Regions from separate parts of the Sus scrofa genome. Here all the other regions are linked to region 1. The links are chromatin contacts, called in public Hi-C maps. All regions are on one chromosome and are shown on one strand. Each heading gives the region's core, a stretch centred on a gene start, on an enhancer-like site or on the middle of the called end of the contact. The rest is flanking DNA. Distances are from core to core; before and after follow the strand shown.

Region 1 (4,746 bases), core at 1,010-3,509:
CCTAAAAAAAAAAAAGTTTTGTTAACTTCAGGCTTAAAAGTAAATCAGTTATACATATACATCTATCCATTTCTTTTCAGATTCTTTTTCCACATAACTTATTACACAGTATTGACTAAATTTTCCTGTGCAAGACAGTAGGTCTCTGTTACCTGTTTTAAGTATATACTATTTTAAACAAAATTCCAATCCTAAGTATTGCGTTAAAGGATAAGTGAGTACATCTCTTATGAAACACTGTACTTGAGGAAAAAATAAAAGCATTTTATACATCCTAAAGCACTATACAAACAGGGTATCATTGTTTCGATGTAAATTGTCCATCATTTCCTGACCTAATTATCTCTGAAAAAGAAGTTTTTTTTTTTTTCCTACAGAATTGCAATTCCAACCATGCAAATTCCCGGTAGGGTTAACCACACACTGTTATCTGAGGATATCTGAACTCCTTAAGGAGGTCACAGGTTCCCAGGAAGGAGTAACTCTTTTTTTTTTTTTTTTAAATTCCCCTCCCTCCTTCCTTCCACTCCCAACACGTCCACGCCCTTCCTCCAGCCCAAGGGCTGAGGATTTAATGTCAAGATGACTGAATTCATATCACCTGGCAAGACAAACGCTTTCATCTCCCCTGTTTTGCACAAGCCTTTATTTAAACAAACTAAAAACACACTGAATTTCCTTTCTTACTACACTAACTGCTTGAAACACACAGTAGTTAATAGGGCATATGAAACTTTATGCAGGCTAAATGAAGAATTAATCTCTCCATTCCTACTCCAAAATAACTTAGCCCAAGTCAAAATCAACAAATAACAGTAGAAAAAGAAGAGGACAAAGATTTATTTAAGGTAGGTAAACACACAAGTCCATTAATTAGAGTGGTGAAGAGTGGATTTTTCTAAAGCACTAGAAGAGCACAAGGGCACTGCAGGAAGTAATAAGACACGGACAGAGGACCTTGGGAATTGCAGCAACTGCATTAATGCCATATTTTCAGCCCTGATTGCTTATGCTGAGAACTGGCCCAAGCGAACCGCCCAGAGAGAAGGCTGAGACTGCCGGGCCCATGCAGGTCAAGTGTCCGGTGGGTGGCTTCCGGCTGAGGGTACCTGGATGTCAGTCTGCATAACTTACTCGAAGGTAAACCCCTTCGGTCACTTTCAAGGTGACAGCTACCAGATCTGCATCCGTTCCTTTCTCAGGAACTGCCCTGCCTCCACGTGAGACCAGCCCTCCGCAGCCTCCACCTCTTCAACTTTTGCACCCAAGGTTCCAAAATACCTGCCCCCTCCCTCAAAGCGAGTCCTGTCACCCTGTGAGGGTCGCGCCCGGGATCCCCACAACGCACAAGCTGGGCAGCCACACTTAACCCCGCACTTACCCGCAGCGCCTCCGAGCCAACCCCAAGCCCTCCGGGAAGCCGAGACGCAATTCGGGAGACCAGCACTCAGAGGCTGGGCGCCCTTTGGACCGGCGGCGAAGGTGCGCCAGGCCCACCCGGGAGGCCCGAGGTGCAATCAGTGTCCGACGGGCAGTGTCCTGGGGACCCGCTTCTCGCCCCCCACCCCCACCCCTGCCCACACGCCGGCCGCCACCGCAGCTGCCAGGCGGGAACCCGGAGTCCGGGGCGCCCCAACCTCCGCCTCTCAAGCCTCGGGGGTGGAGCCAGGGCGGGGAGTTCGGGAAACTTGTAAATAGCAAAGCTCAACCGCCTCTGCCCCCACCTCCCTGTGCGCCCCCCCCCCCCCCCCCGCAGCACCTTTCAGGAGGCCCAGCCTGAGCGTCGCAGCTGGAGACAAAGGCCAGGCGGAGGCCAGGGGATGCCTGCCCCCCGAGAAACTTGAAAAAACGCGCAGGGCTGTACCTCGGGACGCCAACCCCGGAGGCTACCGCTGCGCTGCGCTCCGCTCAGCTCGGCAGGTTGGCGAACTCTGCTGGCCTGTAGGCTCCCTCCTCTCGCGCTCCCGGGTTGGGATCCCAATGCCGCGCGCGCTCCGGGGCTAAGTACCTACGCGCCCCACGCCCTCCGCGTCCGCTCTGGTCCGAGATGCACCTGTTGCCACGTGCACTCCGGACCCGGGGCTGCTGCCTGCGCACCTGGCTGAACCATAGGTTCCAGACCACGCAGGTTCCCGCAGGCGACTTGAGCCTGGCGGTGCACAGACCTGGGGCCCCAAACCTGGCCGGCTGCCGAGAGGATCTGCCTTCTGCTCTGCTCTTGCCACCTGTGTTTTCCTGCGAGCTCTGTCTTCCCGCTAGCGACGGGGCAGGGCCGAGAGGGCGGGCAGGGTAGGGGTAGGAGGGGGAAGTTTGGCAGAATTATCTGGGCGGAGGTTTGCAAGGAACCAGCGGTGATTGCCTCTTCAGAGTGTCCGACTCCCGCTCAGTATTGTCTTCGTGCTCCTTAGAGATTTGCTAGCAAACACCTATTAAGGGTTAAAGCAATGAGTTCCCGCTGTTAGATCTTTGAATAAAAAGTGGAGAGGAGAGTAGAAAGCCTGGAGAGAAAAAGCCGGACCCACTTTTCTCTAAACACAAGTCCCTCTTTTTTGCTAAACTCAACAGATTTCATTCATAGCTATTAGAACTATAAAATATTTTCATCTATAGGAATAGTTTTAATACAATGCTTTTCCAAAGATGCTAGTCCACCTATGAGATGTAACATTATTGAACCTTTAAATGTCAGTCAACCTGAGTCCAATTTTTTTTTTTTTTTTTTTTTTTTTTAGGGCCGCACAGGCGGCATAAGGAGGTTCCCAGGCTAGGGGTGGAATCAGAGCTACAGCTGCCGGTCTATGCCACAACCACAGCAACGCCAGATCCCAGCCAGGTCTGCAACCTACACCACAGCTCACACAAGGCAGGATCCTTAACCCACTGAGCGAGGTCAGGGATGGAACCCACAACCTCATGGTTCCTAGTTAGATTCATTTCTGCTGCGCCAGGATGGGAACTCTGCTAAAAGCTTAAGAGAATACCGTAACTGATAAAAATTTTCTGTGCTATCAATATCAGATCAACTAAGGTATATGTTGCCATTTACAGTGGTAAAGTGTTTTCATGTCTACAACATTCCATCATTTCCTCAACAAGACCTAGGAGTTTACAGGTCAGATTATTACTTCCATTTTTTCAAGTGAGGAAACAAGCTCAGAAAGGTCAAGTGCATTTGCTCAAGGTCACACAGCCAGTGAGGGGCAAGTGCAAACCCGGTAGACCCAACTCCTAATCTTTTTATTGTTATCACCTGATGACAATTCTTTGGGATTATTTGAAAAGAGATGCAGCATTAAACACCATTGAGTGGTTCTCCCTTATGCAAAAGCACCAAAAAATAAACTAACACAAAACAAAGCACTTTTGTTTCTGCAAGTCATGAGGCAAATATGCTAATTAGCAACATGCCTCCTCCCTAAGCAGAATACTCCTAGTGTTAAACATATCATTTAATCTTTATAACCCTGTTGTGACCCAGATGACTTGGTCCAACCCCCTCACAGTTCTATTGTGTGGCTTAGTTATATCTATAAACATAGAACCTGTTTTGCTTCATTTTTTCGTGGTATAGATTGAAGAGGGAAAAAAAAACAGAGAACAAATAAGCCCTCTCCTAAGTATTTAGAAGCAACTTTTGTGGCCACAGGGGAATTGAAACTTAGCTTCTAATTGCATCCACAGGAAAACATAAGTTACCTTCTAGGGACATCATCTGGGACTCTGTCAAGGCAAATATGCTTGAAATGGGGCCTGCTGACTTTCTCTCCATCTTGGTTCTGGGCATGTGGCCATGTTCTTGATCTCTGAACTCTAGTGTTGACCTGCTACAGACTCCGGGAACAATTCTAAGGGTGATAATAACCCTACATAATTTTGTGGCGGTTTGTCCAAAAAAAATTTTTTTTTAAACACACAATTTTATTTCTCCATTAGAAAAATGCAAATTAAAACTACACTGAGACCATTTTTCACTTCTCAGGTTGACAAAGATTAGAAAGTTTTATAATCCTAGCGTGTTGGCAAAAGTGTGGAGAAGCAGGCAGTCACAATGCAGATGTGGATGTAAACTAGAATGACCTCCATCATGGGCAATTCACAATACCTAAAAAAATGTTAAAGGCACATAGCCTTTGCGCTAGTAAGTCTACCTATGACAACTTATCTTACAACACGTGTGAGAAGTGGCAGGTGTACGTAAGTTTGTTTCAGCATTTTCTATAACAAAAGATTGAAAAAAGTACATTCATTAATAAAAGAATAGTAAGTTATGATACAGCCATAAAATTATATCCTATTAAAGACTTTAAAAAAAAAAAAATGAGGAATTCCTGCTGTGGCACAGTGGGTTAAGAATCTAGCAGCTGCAGCTCAGATTCAATCTCTGACCCAGGAACTTCCATTTGCCTCAGGTTCAGCCAAAAAAAAAAAAAAAAAAAGTAAGAAATCTCTTTGAGCTTTTATGAAATTTAAACAGGAGGGAAGTGGGCAGGACACAGCACTTAAAGAATGACTTAGCCCTTAAGGATACAACAAAAACTGGTTAGAACCAACTGGATCCAGATGGCAGAAGATTCAACTTGTGGTGGACCTTGTGCCTAATTATACATTTATTGTAATACATTAGCATGCTAAGTGACACCCCCACAGCTTTCATGACTGTTTTGAGGTCAACCAAAAAAGGCCAAAAAGTGAGTGATAGCCCAGTTCCTAGATATCCCCACCTCTTCTCTGAAATAGTTGGAATAA
Region 2 (4,746 bases), core at 634-3,133, 89 kb before region 1:
TCCAAGGTGGACGCCCTTCTCTACATCTCGCACTGTGCGTGTGCAAGGCTGGCCATGGAGCAAGGGAGAAAATGCTCCATTTCTTCAATTAATAACCTCTACCTGTTCTCTGGTTTTGTGCACAGAGCTTTGGTGTGTGCCCTTACCTCCACCTTACCATTTGCTTCTCAAAAATAAACAGGCTTAACGTGTTTTTGTGGCCAAACTGCTAGGAGAAGGAAGCCCTTGGACTTCACATTTGCTAATATGGCAAAATTACAAGCTCTCCTGAGACCTCCTTCTACACCCACACAAAGGTCCTCAAACCTTCAATTCTTTTCAAAAACTACAATGTATAACTTATTTTTATCAAATGATCTTAAAGACTGGACTTTAGCTACCTGAGTCTGGAAGAGCTTAGACCACTTAACCTCTAAAAATGAGTACATCTGAAATAGAAACTACTGTGCAATGTTCTGTGCTAATATCTAAAAAAAAAAAAAGAAAGAAAGAAAAGAAAAAATCAATACTGTTACTTTAAATTTTTCCAGACTTAAAAGAACACACACAAAGAACCTGCTGAAACCCCCAAGTAAGAAAATTGTATTGCCTTCGGTATCCTGATTTAGTCAATTTACAACTTGGTAATGATATTTCTATAGCATCCCTAAGTACGGACTGAGAACCAGATGCTAATTTTACAACAGCACTATGCAATCTCAGAAGTTCCTCAATGATTCCACTAACGGCACCACATCACAAAGAAAATGAATAGACGAAACAAGAAAACATTCTTTAAAAGGGTTCAAATGCTTACCCCAATATGAATCTACAACACTGATCAAAAGATTAAGGTGCTTCCTAACACGATCCACTATTACCGGAAATTGGAAAATTCAGCTCAAAATGATTTTTTCACGTTTTAAGGTAATCTTTAAAAAGTCTACATTTTAAATATTTTTAGACATACTATGAGTAAGATTATTTAAAATGTGATGTTTTCATCTTAATTCTGGGAAAGTATTTTTCTATGCTCACACAATGATTAGGTCGACACAAAAACTACCAGAAATTTAATCAGAAATGAGACCATTAACCAGTCCTTTATAAGGTAATTTCGTGTGCCAAGAACACCAACAATAGTGCTGAATTATATTTAGTCCGAGTCCCAAAACATATAAAACACACAATAAAATTGGTTCCATATAGAATCATTCACAACTTAAATATAAATATGTCTGAGAAATGCTACAATGAACAAATTACAAGCTAGGAAAATAGCAATCAAGAGGTGCTACATCAATTTATTGAATAAAATTTAAGCATGCTAAAAAAGAAAGAATCAAACCAGAAATCATCGACCTACTTCTTTTCCCAGTAAACGTGGCTAACAAAGGAACTATACAAAGGCTGTAGGATCCCAGAACCAGCAGTGTCAATAGGGTGGCATCATAGTGCCTCTCTGAGCCAGCCGGTGGGGTGAGTGTAGAATTGATAAATATTTTTGAAGAAGTATCCGTTTCTGTACAACTGCGAAATCCTCCTGGTATAGTCATTTAAAAGGATCAAAGCAAGCTTAAGCAAGGAAAGCTGCAGCCATGTTCACTCTCCTGTGCCTCATGCATCTCTCAGTGAATTCGAGGGGAGGGAAAAAAAAAAATCTCTAAGCTCCAAGGCACTGCACATTAGAGCTTAAACTAGCTGGCAAATCAGACTAAGAAAGAGACTCATTGATTTGAATGCTTAATCTGCTACAGGGACACAGAGCCACTGGCCAGGCTCTGTGGGTTTACGGGAAGCCCCTTTGTTAAAAGACAAAAAGGAGAGGACAAAAGCTTCCGACACCCTCCTCACAGTGTCAGAGTGTCAGACACAGGAACGGGGCTGGGCAACATGGCCGTAGCGGGGACGCCTCCTGCCCGGGTCCCCAATTCCCTACACACCCCTACAGCCCTCCAAGGGCACCTGCGTGCCTCTGTTGTGGCAGTTTCTTTTTGGCATTTCCCATTACAAACAGCAAAAGCTGCAAGTGAAATGACCTTAAGATAATGACTGTGTGAATGACCTTTTCAGATGCATCGCAAACCCGTCTGATCTTACGCCACAACTTCCAAATTTAAACGATATGCAGAGAATTGTCCCATTTAATTTCAAGTTGCATGTTTCAGGGCTCCGGGAGGTCCGGTACACAGCTACTTACTACTCTCGTAGGAGACCAGCCCACTGCTGCTAAGAGCCCTCTGGGGGACGTGGTCATTAATTCAGTCATGAATTCAGTGCCCTGCCCTCCACCAACACAGTCTAAATTGTGTCACATTCTGGCTGAGTGCCCTTTGGATCAGGGACAATCTCTCTGAGCCGCAATTACCACGCATATAAAATCAGGATAACAGAAGTTATTTGAGAGAAACTAAAGTGCTCCACACCCAGACACCCAGAAGGTTCAGTAACCATGCTCCACTTTGCCTCTGTCCCTCACCAGAAAGAAGAAATTGACACCCCCCCAAAGCAGAGAGAACGCCCCTCCCCCCCGCCACTCCCTCATAGCTCGCTTTATCGGCTATCCTACTTATCCACATAAATGTTTTCTTTCTCCTCAACTATCTTTTATATCCCATATCCCTCACAGCATCTACAGTGGTGCCTGGACACAGCAGAAACTCCAAAATTAGGTTAAATTAGTCAATCCATTGAATTATTTTGTAAAAAGCAATTAAAAAGGAAATGAACGAATCAATACTAAGACCTAATACATCTTTTGAAAGAAAGGAAAGACTCAATTCACCCATTTCATACACAGAAACAGAATTCACATGAACTGGAAGCTTTAAAAATATTTTCAGCTTGCGTTACTTAAAGCTAGGCTTGAAGTTGTAATATACTGTTCTTGTTACACTGAATCTAGCATGAAAGTATATGACTAGAAAAAAAAATATCTACAAAATATAGCCTTTTACAAAGTAAAATGAAACTGAAGTTATCTTTTAAAAAAACTTCCAGTTATGTTCCAAAAGCCCCTAGATTGCTTTCTTTCCTTAAATAAGCCCAAACCACCATCACTGCAAATGGTACAGTTTAGAATCCTTGAAGAAAAAAATACCAGTTGCCTTCAACACATAAATATTTCAGTGTCGGGGAGTTCTGTCGTGGCGCAGTGGAAACAAATCCGACTAGGAAACATGAGGTTGCAGGTTCCTTCCCTGGCCTCGACCAGTGAGTTAAGGATCCTGTGTTGCCGTGAGCTGTGGTATACGTTGCAGACACGGCTCGGATCCCAAGTTGCTGTTGCTGTGGCTGTGGCATAGGCCGGTGGCTACAGCTCTGATCAGACGTCTAGCCTGGGAACCTCCATATGCTGCAGGTGCAGCTCTAAAAAGACAAAAAAATAAAAATAAAAAAAAATATTTCAGTGTCTCACAGCACGTTCATCAAAAGAGAATGCCACTGAATGAATTTTTCATGCCAAATTTATAGAGAAATTCCGAGGGAGAAGCAGGATTTATATTTTTGCCTAAATCACAAATCAAGAATTCTGATAGGAGTCCCCTTTGTGGCGTAGTGGAAATGAATCCAACTAGGAACCATGAGGTTGCAGGTTCGATCCCTGGCCTTGCTCAGTGGGTTAACAGGATCTGGCATTGCCATGAGCTATGGCGTAGGGCACGGACGAGGCTCGGATCCCATGTTGCTGTGGCTGTGGTGTAGGCCAGCAGCTGTAGCTCTGATTTGACCCCTAGCCTAGAAACCTCCATATTCTTGGGTGTGGCCCTAAAAAAAAAAAAAAAAAAAATTCTGATAATTTGCAGTGCAATAAAGTTGTCTTATAACTATAGTTTCAACAACCCCCAAAGTGTGTCATAAGACTGACTTAACAATTATTGCTATGAAGTGCTCAGGTCACTGTGGATACTGGCAGCAGAAGAGGTGCTTCCTGTCTTCTGGGGCAATGAACTTTCAGGATGCTTTGGATTTAGGAAGTTGTCCGGGCAAGTTCACCCAAGAAGGCTGTGTACTTTTCAAAAATGCAGGTTTTCCTTGGGGAAGGGGGAGGGCAGGGGGAGGGGTAAAAAAAAAGTTGCAGAGTTCCTGTCATGGCTCAGCAATAACCCTGAGGACATGGGTTCCATGCCTGGTCTTGCTCAGAGGGTTAGGGATCTGGTGTTGCCATGAGCTGTGATGTAGGTCACAGACGAGGCTCGGGTTTGGTGTAAGCCAGCAGGTGTAGCTCCAATTCGAGGCCCAACTTGGGAACTGCCATATGCCACAGGTGCGGCCCTAAAAAGATCAATAATAATAATGATAATAATAATGATGATGATGATGATCTTTCCACTGCTATTTTCACTCTAAAAGCTTTAAACTTGTAAACTTGAACTCCTGTACTAACAAGCAATTTAAACCATAAATTGGGGTGTTCTCTGATGGCCTAGTAAGTTTAAGGCTCTGGCATTTTCGCTCCTGTGGCTCGGGTAGCTGCTATGGTGCATGTTCAATCCTTGGCCTTGGAACTTCCACGTGCTGTGTGTGTGGCAAAAAAAGAGAAAAAAACAGAACCTGAATTTACAACTCTCATTTGAAGTTCCTACTGTGTGCAGCGGGTTAAGGATCTGACTGCAACAGCTCAGGTTCGAACCCTGGCCAGGGAACTTTCATATGCCTCAAGTACAGCCAAAAAATAAAAAATTTAAAAAATGAATATTCACAATCCCATAAGAAGGGTTCCTATAATCCTGCAACCTGAAGTAAATAACTCATGTCTTCTGTGAC
Region 3 (4,746 bases), core at 1,096-3,595, 89 kb after region 1:
TTTAAAAAATACGACAATAATGATGTCAGTAATGCTTTTGAATTGTTTTAATGACATATTTCTACATATTTAAAAATGATACATAGTATGTAGTATGTAAGAAGTAAATATATGCATAAAACAAAATGGTGATGAAGGTGATGATTACAGCTAATATTTTGAGACCTTATCATATGCTAATACTTTTTCCCGTGTTTTTTTTTTTTGTTTTTTTTTTCGCTTTTTAGGGCCATATCCAAGGAACATGGAGGTTACCAGGCTAGGGGTCAAATCGAAACTTGCAGCTGCCAGCCTACCTATACCAGAGCCACAGCAATGCCAGATCCGAGCTACATCCGCAACCAGGTAGCTCACAGCAACGTCTGATCCTTAAACCACTGAGTGAGGCCAGGGATCGAAGCCGCAATCTCATGGTTCCTAGTTGGATTTGTTTCCACTGAGCCAGGACGGGAACTCCTCCCGTGCATTTTCTTAATCAAAAAATCCCTCCAAGGAGTCAGTAGACCTCAGTTTAGACCTGGCCTCTTTCACTAGGAGCTGTCAGAACTTTGGTGATTTATTTAATCTATCATTGGTAAAATGAACTGATGCAGAACCAATCTCTTCAGGATAGTTGTGAGAATTAAGAAAGTCACAATAGGAGTTCCCATCGTGGCGCAGTGGTTAACGAATCCGACTAGGAACCATGAGGTTGCGGGTTCGATCCCTGCCCTTGCTCAGTGGGTTAACGATCCGGTGTTGCCGTGAGCTGTGGTGTAGGTCGCAGACGCGGCTCGGATCCCGCGTTGCTGTGGCTCTGGCGTAGACTGGCCCCTAGCCTAGGAACCTCCATATGCCGAGGGAGAGGCCCAAGAAATGGCAAAAAGACAAAAAAATAAATAAATAAAAAATTAAGGGCAAAAGTAAACCATTAAAAAAAAATAAAAAGAAAATCACAATAGATGAAATGCTTAGTACAAAATAAACACTATTTTTAAAAAAATCCTTCCAAGGTAAGAATATTATTAGTTTCTCCTCATTTCATAGATGAGGCAAATTGAAGCTCAGAAAGGTTAAGTAACTTATCCAAGATCTTAGAGCACGGTGGAATTACAATGAGGCCTAAGGCACGGTGGACTACAGTAAATACAATCCATTAGCTGCTCTGTGCTCTGAGTTTTCTTACAAAACAGAATTGATTTATATCATATCCTATTTCTTCATCATTCACTAAAATATTTGCTTTTAAAGGGCATGGACTATGCTTTTGTTACCTAAGTAATTAGCACTATTAGACATACAGAAAGTATTTTAAAATGTACCTCAGGGAGTTCCCTAGTAGTCTAGTGGTTAGGACTTAGTGCTTTCACCACTATGGCATGGATTCAGTCCTTGGTCTGGGAACTGAGATCCCATGTCAAGCCACTACACACTCTGGCCAAAAAAAAGTATGACAAATAAACAGTGTCAAAGATCACTGTACTGGAATGGAACCTGGATTCAGCTGCAAATTACAGCAGCAGGAAGGGTTTTATCTGAATTATGTACTGAGATGCAGTTCTATTAACTGCTTTTGTGAAAAAATTTCTATTGGTAACAGAACAATTTGCTGTTGGAACCCAGATGCCATTCTTCATTCTTCCTATTCTTATTTTGCGTAAAACAAAATTATCCCACAATTACAAACGGTCTTAAAAAAACAATGTCCTTGCATGCAAGAAAAATTGACTAGCATTTCAAAATTTTCAGATAGCCACACAGGCGTTGTCACTTGACCATATTTTTGGGGTTTGTAATGAAGTAGGACCCTGTGGGGCCTTGGGGGCACGTCTTTCCCCCCATATCCTCTGCTTTAGCTCCTCTCTGAAGTACCTAGATAACAGTATCTGATGCACATTTTCAGAGTTGTTTTACAGATGTGAAAACCTCCCACAAAACGCACGATGTTAACTACTTGATGACAATGAGCCCATGGCCCTCTAGCCTCCTGGAGCCTAAGGATTGATGTCAACCCGGAAGACACCACGCTGTTACTTCACCTTCAACCAGAGAGCTGTGCAGGAGCTGAACACACACCCTGCAACTCCCTTCCCTTACCTGGCTTTTAAAAATGCTTTGCCAAAACTCTTTACAGAGTTCCATGTTTTAGCAGCACGAGCCACCCTTCTCTTTGCATGGCCCTAAAATTAACTTTTCTCTGCTCCAAAATGATTTCTCTGTTTGACTTCACTATGCTTCCCGCGAACAAATTTGCATTCCCTAGCATTTTAAGGGAGAATGTGTAAATAAACTAACCTTAAAAGTGTCGCTGCTGAGAGAAGAATAAAAAAAGAATTCAAAGACCATAGTCTTAGAGAAAACTTCTGGATACTAAATTTTGATGAAGGTCAGCTGGTTCTTCAAAGGAAAAAGTAGGGCATTAATCCAAGGCGGTGTTAATTATTAACATGTGTGACTCTATCCTTGACCAGCTGTATGATGTTCCTCCAATTAACTCATGGGATTTTCCTCACGTGTAAACTTAGGACCAGATTGCACGGGCGCTTTTGTTTTCAACCTTCCTGTGAGGAAGCTCTTGGTGGACAGGGAACAGGAGAGCGATGCCCAGCTTTAGTCTTTAGTCTTTCCTTTCCAGCAAGCACAACCCGGAGCTGGAAGCCCCACGGAAACCACTACGCGCCTCCGCGCATTTCCCAGCTGCCTGAGGCGGAAGTCAACCCACTTCCGTCAGGGCCTCCAGCCCCTGGCAGGGCGATCGGCGCCCGAAGCGCACAGCATGTTGGGACTTGTAGTCATTTCTTTCGGGCGGCTGAGCGGGCGCGTATAACCTCAGGTTGACCTGGCATTCTGGGATATGTAGTCTCCAGTGGCTCGTTTGTGCAATAGGCACCGCTGCCAGAGGTGACACCATAGACTCCAGCGGATCACATGACTCCAGTCTAGAGCGTGGATCACACTGTAGCTCCCGCCCGGGCGAGTTTCGCCCCCGCGCGGCCGTTGCCGCGGAGACGGCGCATGTCTCCCCTCCCGTTGCCCCTCTGCAGTCCCCCCGCCCCTCTTCTCCCACCACAATGAGATCCTAAGATGGCGGTGGCTGCGGCGGTTGGCGCCGAGTAGCTGAAGTAGAAGAGGCGGCCATTGGGCCCTGAGCAGCCAGGGAACTTGGGGACTCTCCCTGGCTCGGACTCGAAGGGAAGACCGCTGCCGGTGGCGGGGCGTGGGAGCGACCGCTCCTCCGCTCTTGGCAGGAGCTTGTGCTTCGTTTACAGGTAATGCCTGCGCGTCCTCAGCCCTTGGCAACCGAGGGTAGCGCGGCTCTGGGCGGGAGAGCGACGGCCCTGACACGCTTGACCCTGGAGGGCCTGGGTCTGGGCTCCTGGGTCCTCTTGCTTCCAGTCTGCTGGGCAGGCAGCCCGCCCCTACTCCGGACGGACCGACGCAATCTCGGGGTACGCTTCTGGAGACGCAGTGGCGTTTTCGGAACTCCCTTCTAGCCTCCCCGCCCCTCTCTCTTTCTTGCCCGCGGAGGAGGCCGCCCTGCGCCTCGGGAGTTCCAGGAATGTCCGTTGCGAGGGGAGGAAACGGAGTAGGGGGCTGCGGTTTGATTGCCAGGGGCGGGGAGTCTAGTTTTTCATAGCCAGGGGCCTTCATCACTGCGCTTCTGCTCTCCCCTCTTCCCCCTAGATTCCATTCTGTGGGGCTCTGGATGTCCAGAATTTGGGGTGGCGAAGGGCGGATGAGGAGCGACGCGATTTGGGGGTTGGGCTGTGAGCAGCGGCGTTTTTGCTGTCTCGGGTGTTCTTGGAGCGGAAGGGCCGGGGGAGGCGTTCCTGAGTTTGGCCAAGAGGGGTTTTATGCTGGCGACGGGAATGTTAAATTTCCTAGCTCTTCCCTCCCCCCGCCATCCCTGACTGCAGGTCAGTTCGGATCGGCCCAGAGAGGGGAAAACTAAATGCCAAGTGGGATTTGGGGAACGTTGCTAGCTTTGCAGAAACTGACGTTTGGGAATTAGGTGGAAAGTCCTGCTTGGGAGGTGGACCGGCCGAATTTTTAATCCCGCCGCCCGCGCCTCAATTTCGTCACGATCGCCATGTCTGGATTTTTTTTTTTTTTTTTTTGGACCGATTCGAGGTCTGTCTGTGTCTTGGGTTCTGTGGGTGACGGATCGTGTTTTGGCGTCAGAAGAAGCGGGCTTTCTGAGTGCCCCTTCCACCCCCGCCCCATAACTACCTTCCAGACTCCGCCTTCTGGTATTCTCTGGTTACTGGAGTGGGTGTTGTAAAGCTTCGGGTGCACCTGCTCCTCTCTTTCCCTTTCACCTTCCCAGTGAGGGCCACTGGAAACCATTGTAATTCTTAGTTTTTGAAACTAAGAAAGTAAACCTTGAAAAGTAAACCTTGTGTTTATGTAGCGTCGAGGGTTTTGTTTTTGTTTTGTTTTAATAAAGTAGCTAGCTAGCTTTATGAAAAAAATAAAATTTTTTCAATAACGAGTATGCAAAGTTCTGCAGTAGTTTTGAGTGACAGGGAGTTAATGACTTGATCAATCCGAAGAATAAAGCTTTGGCATGGATCTTTACATGATAATTGCATTAGTAGATATTAAGATATCACATTGTTATTTGGTAGAATCTTACACGTTTGGAGGATTTAAACATTTATGTATACCACATTGTATTCCTAAAGGATTAAAGTAAGTTGAGTTTAAAATATTAATAAATTTTTCCTTTCCTGTCGATTTTCTAGACATACTTTAGGCTATAAATAT

Evidence for each region. Hi-C and Micro-C count contacts between places; a contact is called where the count stands out from the background.
Region 2: a Hi-C map of liver shows a contact between it and region 1, with 2.3 times the contacts expected there. The contact joins the enhancer-like site here to the promoter of MTUS1 in region 1. A contact is called at or near these places in 1 of 5 promoter capture datasets (liver), 8 of 47 Hi-C or Micro-C datasets (adipocytes, fetal heart ventricle, heart right ventricle and 3 more) and 1 of 2 datasets of contacts at active chromatin or transcription factors (skeletal muscle).
Region 3: a Hi-C map of liver shows a contact between it and region 1, with 8 times the contacts expected there. The contact joins the promoter of FGL1 here to the promoter of MTUS1 in region 1. A contact is called at or near these places in 1 of 5 promoter capture datasets (liver), 4 of 47 Hi-C or Micro-C datasets (heart right ventricle, liver and undifferentiated spermatogonia) and 1 of 2 datasets of contacts at active chromatin or transcription factors (skeletal muscle).

The regions. Positions count from the first base shown.
Region 1 is chr17:5,504,953-5,509,698 of Sscrofa11.1, forward strand. It overlaps MTUS1 (microtubule-associated tumor suppressor 1), which reads right to left and starts at 2,260. Exons shown (of 15, transcript XM_021077995.1): 1 at 1,865-2,260.
Region 2 is chr17:5,416,633-5,421,378 of Sscrofa11.1, forward strand. The region is part of intron 3 of MTUS1 (microtubule-associated tumor suppressor 1); the gene reads right to left. Among named protein-coding and RNA genes, the nearest start is that of MTUS1, 88 kb to the right of the region's middle. Within about 2 kb of position 1,884, at least 25 of the 83 cell types and tissues checked have an H3K27ac peak or open chromatin away from gene starts, as enhancers often do. A contact at or near this core is called in liver, where this site is marked.
Region 3 is chr17:5,594,089-5,598,834 of Sscrofa11.1, forward strand. FGL1 (fibrinogen-like protein 1) reads right to left here and starts at 2,346. Exons shown (of 8, transcript XM_021077952.1): 1 at 2,275-2,346. PCM1 (pericentriolar material 1 protein) reads left to right here and starts at 2,911. Exons shown (of 41, transcript XM_021077917.1): 1 at 2,911-3,248.